Linked DNA regions of Mus musculus: region 2 is linked to region 1. Evidence: chromatin contacts called from public promoter capture Hi-C data. All regions are on one chromosome and are shown on one strand. Each heading gives the region's core, a stretch centred on a gene start, on an enhancer-like site or on the middle of the called end of the contact. The rest is flanking DNA. Distances are from core to core; before and after follow the strand shown.

Region 1 (2,700 bases), core at 194-2,693:
CAATGAGAAAACCAAACAAGCCTAAGTCTCTAAAGACTAGACGGGGTATTCGAAAAATGGGACTTTGCAGTGAGGGGTGTTTTACAGTGAAAATTCTACTGTAAAGAAGAATCTTTTAATACCCCCCCTTGGGATAGAGTGAGTAATTTATGCATAATGACAAGAAAACACATGTAATTACTCTGGGTAATATATGCTTCCTGTTCAGTTGTGTGTTTTAAAGGGATTAAGACACTTAGTTTTTTCAGTGGTAAATATCTGCTTCCTTGTTACCCCGAGGTCTCTGGAAGTTTGTTGTGACTGTGCCTGAGTTGAACTCACGCAGGACACACACAGTACTGAGGAAAGTAACCAGTGTAGATCTTTGGCCGAGAATGATGGGCAGAGGCCTGTGACAGTGGGAAGCCTTGTGCGGCTAGCCCTAGGAGTTGGGGGCTGGAGGACTAAGGGGGCTTCCAGTCCCTCTGGAGCCATCCTGAAGCTCTGTGTGTCTTTTTGTTGCTGTGTGCATTTCAAACTGAGCCTCACTATATGATCCAGCCGGGCCTAGAACCTAATTTGTTTTAGCACAGGCTAGCCTCAAACATGAGGTCCTTCTGCCTTGGCCTGCCTGTTGCTGAGACTGCAGGTATACATTACCCCTGACTGTGTGCCGATGGGGAAGCTATGTGGCACAGCATGGAGCAGAAACACGTAAGGGAAGGTTATTCAATTAGCATATTGATATCACCCATATCACATAGGATGAAATGAATTTCTGACATTTGTTTTTAATTAATAATTTCCACTTGTTTTTGGCCCAGGACTCCTATGTGTTTACTGCACATGGCTTTCCCCACCCCCCAATTAGAGGGTAGATTTCACCCTTTATCTTTGCAGGTAACAGATCCAAGACATTTTTATGTAAATGGACTAATTAATTGGTAGCCTTCATTTGAAGCTTAAAATAAAAGTAATCCTTTTGGAGAGGCATTAGCTATTTCTAAAGCCACAAACAATTCTCCCTTAAGCACCTTGTTACAATTAGAACTTAAGTTAACAGCAGCAGACATAATGGAAGGCGTTACCCCTTACCTAAGAACCTTGTTTTCCCAGAGTGATTAAAGAAATCCCTTCACTAAGGGACTGCAGAAACCTCCTCACTCACTTGCTAAAAAAAAAAAAAAAAAAAAAAAATCACATTTCCAGAAACGTAACGGCTCATATTGTCAAAACTCCAGACGACGTGACATGACGTAGCAAGTGAAGTCACCCAGAGCAGGCTGTAGCCACAGAGATGTGCAGGTCTCTGCAGCTGGGCTCCTCTGAGGGAGCTTAAGCCTCCTGCTCGCCAGCCCTACGATTTATGCAAATGAGAAAGCCTTGGCGGTCTCCACTTCCTGGCCAGGCCGGCATAATCCACTTCCTTCGGGTTCATGTGACCATGCAAATTTGAGCACTCCTGAATAGTCCCACAGGGGCTGTGCCTCTCATTATCCCTGCCCCATTCTCTGGGCAGTGCAAGCATTCAGAGTCTGAATGGACAAGGGCCTAATTACTCACCACGTCTGTCAGATCAGATGCAGCCGGAGAATGAAGAGAGCCCCAGACAAGCCCAGCCCTCTCTTTGCTGTGTTCTTCGTGGCCGGGGTCATCCAGCCCTGTCTTCTAGGGAATATTTTCCACTCAGTGTTTCGTGACCCTTCTGGAAACCAGGGACTCCAGCTTTTGGAGATCCATTACGGGGCCTTTCACATTGTGTGTGGCCTTTACGCATGTTAATTAATCTTCCTGAGGACGCACTGAGCATCAGGGAGCCCTTTATTCTCCCTGGGTTGCTGATGACCAATACAAATGGCAGAAAGTTTTGCTTACTGTTTCCTGACCCTGTGCCCTCTCTGTGCATGCTCCTTTGGTTCACCTCCCCCCCCCCCCGCCCCCATGTGTCTCCCTCTGCATGACAGACGGACTGCTCACATTACTCCGTCAGCAAAGGTGGAGGTCAGCAAAGGTGGAGGGTGTACCTACAGGAAACAAGGTTATGGCCAAGTTACCTTGTCCAGTGCTGACCCCTAAGAAAAGGATGGGCAGTAATGAGGAGAAAGATCCATGCCCACCGGGGACACACCACAGCAAGCCGAATGGGCACCAGCATGAGGCACTAGCCTGTTTTCTATGGGTCTTGCTGTTGGTGTCTTTGGGTTTGAGGGGGGATTCTAAGTCCCCATAACCCTGAACTACAAAGCACTGCAGGTTATCATTGGGAGCTTTTTTTTTTTCTGTTTTGTTCTAATTTGATTTTGCCTTTATCTGTTTCTTTTAAAAGATTTATTTATTGATTATATGTAAGTACACTGTAGCTGTCTTCAGACATTCCAGAAGAGGGAGTCAGATCTTGTTACGGATGGTTGTAAGCCACCATGTGGTTGCTGGGATTTGAACTCTGGACCTTCGGAAGAGCAGTCGGGTGCTCTTACCCACTGAGCCATCTCACCAGCCCCACCTTTATCGGTTTTTAATTTAAAATTCATAAAACTATATAAAATTAGTCATTTTATTTTTGTCATATTAGTTTCTTGTGTCTTCTGTTTGTTTTTTTCTTGTTTTATGGGTTTTTTGGGGGGTTGGGGGGTTAGTTTTTTTTTTTCTTTCTGAGAGAAAGAAGCAGAACATGACAGCACATGGATGAGAAGGTTGGGAGGACCTGGGAGGAGTGGAGTA
Region 2 (2,700 bases), core at 153-2,652, 170 kb after region 1:
TTAGACAGAGATCTGAGAAATCTGACAACACAAAGACAGGCACCAGCGAAGAACACTCTTGAGCTGGACTTTGTTTAAGAACGTTTGCTCGTAAGTAAAATGGCAGAACACTCGAGAGGTAGAGGCAGAAAGAGCCCGAGTTTGAGAATAGCTTGGACCATACAACAAGTTCTAAGGCAGCCTAGTGAGACACTGCTTCACTAAGGAAAATAAATAAAACCACAAACAACAACAGGACTACTATTAAAACAAGGTTCACAGTCAGGCAGTGGGAGTGCACACCTTTAATCCTAGCACTTGGGAGGCAGAGGCAGACAGATCTCTGTGAGTTCAAGACCAGGAAAAGAAAGAAAGAAAGGAAGAAAGGAAGAAAGGAAGAAAGGAAGAAAGGAAGAAAGGAAGAAAGAAAGAAAGAAAGAAGGAAGGAAGGAAGGAAGGAAGAAAGAAGGAAAGAAAGAAAGAAAGAAAGAAAGAAAGAAAGAAAGAAAGAAAGGAAGGAAGGAAGGAAGGAAGAAAGAAAGAAAGAAAGAAAGAAAGGAAGGAAGGAAGAAAGAAAGAAAAAATTTTTTAAAAGAGAGAAAGGCTAGGTTTCTAGTCTGTGGTGGGTGCTTGCTTGCCTAGTGTGTGGAAATGACTCCATTACAGCAGAAACAAACGATTGAGCAATAAACTCGCCAAATAAAGATAAATATTGTTAAAAAATAACACAATAAAAGGATAAGTCACACGATAGGAGAAAATATCTTCGAGCCATGTATGTCAGCTACCTATCAAGCCGTGTGTGTGTGTGTGTGTGTGTGTGTGTGTGTGTGTGTGTGTGTGTGAGAGAGAGAGAGAGAGAGAGAGAGAGAGGTGGGGGGGTGGCTTATACTTGGTTGAATATGAATGTACTGGGAGAATAATTAGCCGGCATGCAAAGCCCTGGGGTTGATCCCCAGCGATACAGAAAGGAAAGGAAAGGAATTTTGGAAAGCACCTGGGAACAGCCTGGGGTAAATAGCTACTCAATTCACTGTGAAAGGCTGTTTCTTCCGAAGGGAGGATGCCTGCTTCCCCTTCTGGCCTGCAGTGTTATGGACCGAAGCACAAACAGGGGCCCTGGGAGGGCTTGGGTGCAATGCACCTCATCTGCTTTTCTGAGCCCAAGGTCCTCTGCTCCTAGCCGCCTGTAGATGTCACGAAAAGCTTCCAAGGGGTCTCTAGGCCAAGTGCACAAGTGGGCACCTCACCCCGTGGTATAAAGTTGAGCAACGTGAGGCGATTGCTGAACTCCTTAGACCCCCACCCCAAGGTTTTCTTGGATCCATGTCTTGCGGAAGTTGCAATGGGCCTGAGAGTAGCTCTCCCTGGTCAAAGCTGTGCAGCTCACAAGGATTCCGATGTCAACTTCCTGGGGGAGGAGCTACCCACAGGAGTAAAGTTGTTTCTCCTGGATGCTGGAGGGCAAGCACCGGTCTCAGGCCTTAGGCCACTCTGAGGCAGAACTTGCTCTAAAGCCAAATAGGTGTCGTGTCAGTGCGGGCCTTGTGGAAATGTGGGCAGATCTCAGGGGGAAGAGGGACTGCAAGCTCCAAGGGCTTGGCTGTGCCCAGTCCACGCTCTCAGCCTCAGTGTGTGTGAATGTGCTTCCGAATTCCTTGGCGGGCTGACTGGGAGCAGGCTGCCCTGTAACTGTGATGTTAACGGATGTGGACAGAGGTTCCATAGAACAGTGACGAGAGGAACAGATTTTAGAACGGACACGAAGGTGAGAGCAGAAGCAGGACTTTGGACTTGGATGTGGGATGTACTGTTCCTTGTGCCCTCTTTCCATCCCATGTCTTCTCTGTCCTGGTGTGTTCTCGGCCGCCGTCCCGCGCCCCGCGCGCATGCGCTGAGACTTGTCTAACTTTATTCTGGTTCTGGTTTGAACAAGGTTGCCTTAACAAAGGACCCGGCATCACATTGGGTCTGATTTTAAAAACTAATAAAAAGACAACAAAATTAATCCATTTAATCTGCACACGAGAGAGACAAACAGCCAGTTTTTTTAGTTGGTCACACTAGGAATGTCTTCGCCATCAGGAACAATTTCACAAAAACACCGGCCACAAAGGAAGTTAAGATTTGTTTTCTGTCTTCAAAATGCCATTCATGTACCTCTATGAGAGCAAGAAAGCAACTACACAGGAAATATTTCCCATACATACAGATGATCTTCATGTCTAGACCATGAAAAGAATTCTTACCTCCTATGGTGGTGTTTACTCTTAATCCCAGCACTCAGGAGATAGAGGCAGGTCGATCTCTGTGAATCCAAGGCCATCTTGGTCTGCATAGCAAGTTCTGGGTTAGCCAGGGCTACATAGAGAGACACTGTCTCAAAAAAACAAAGGTATTTGGGCTGGAGAGGCGGCTAAGAGGCTAAGAACACTTAATGTTCTTGCAGATGACCTGGGCTTGTTTCCCAGTGCCATACCAGCCTGCAACTCCAGGTCCAGGAGAGTCAATACCTTCAGCTCGGCACACATAACGTCATCTTTTAAGCAAGAAATTACCTCTTGTGACTCAATAGGAGAAGTAACCCATTTTCATTCCATTTCCTTGTTTTGTTTATGTGCATGCATAGGTGTGCATCAGGCTCAAGTGTGGAGGCCAGAGGCTAACAGTCACCTTCAGATCTCTCCTTCTGTGGATCCAGAGATGAAACTCAAATAGCCA

The links. Promoter capture Hi-C pulls out the DNA fragments that hold promoters and counts their contacts.
Region 2: a contact with region 1 is called in a promoter capture Hi-C map of embryonic stem cells, with 2.8 times the contacts expected there. The contact joins two enhancer-like sites. A contact is called at or near these places in 20 of 39 promoter capture datasets (the 3T3-L1 cell line, 3T3-L1-derived adipocytes, the C10 cell line and 13 more), 28 of 484 Hi-C or Micro-C datasets (Sertoli cells, astrocytes, cerebellum and 11 more) and 16 of 115 datasets of contacts at active chromatin or transcription factors (differentiating embryonic stem cells, embryonic basal ganglia, embryonic fibroblasts and 8 more).

The regions. Positions count from the first base shown.
Region 1 is chr19:55,555,023-55,557,722 of GRCm38.p6, forward strand. The region is part of intron 7 of Vti1a (vesicle transport through interaction with t-SNAREs 1A); the gene reads left to right. Among named protein-coding and RNA genes, the nearest start is that of Gm41871, 140 kb to the right of the region's middle. Within about 2 kb of position 1,444, at least 150 of the 459 cell types and tissues checked have an H3K27ac peak or open chromatin away from gene starts, as enhancers often do. A contact at or near this core is called in differentiating embryonic stem cells, embryonic stem cells and trophoblast stem cells, where this site is marked.
Region 2 is chr19:55,728,184-55,730,883 of GRCm38.p6, forward strand. No RefSeq gene overlaps it. Among named protein-coding and RNA genes, the nearest start is that of Tcf7l2, 12 kb to the right of the region's middle. Within about 2 kb of position 1,403, at least 14 of the 459 cell types and tissues checked have an H3K27ac peak or open chromatin away from gene starts, as enhancers often do. A contact at or near this core is called in differentiating embryonic stem cells, embryonic stem cells and trophoblast stem cells, where this site is marked.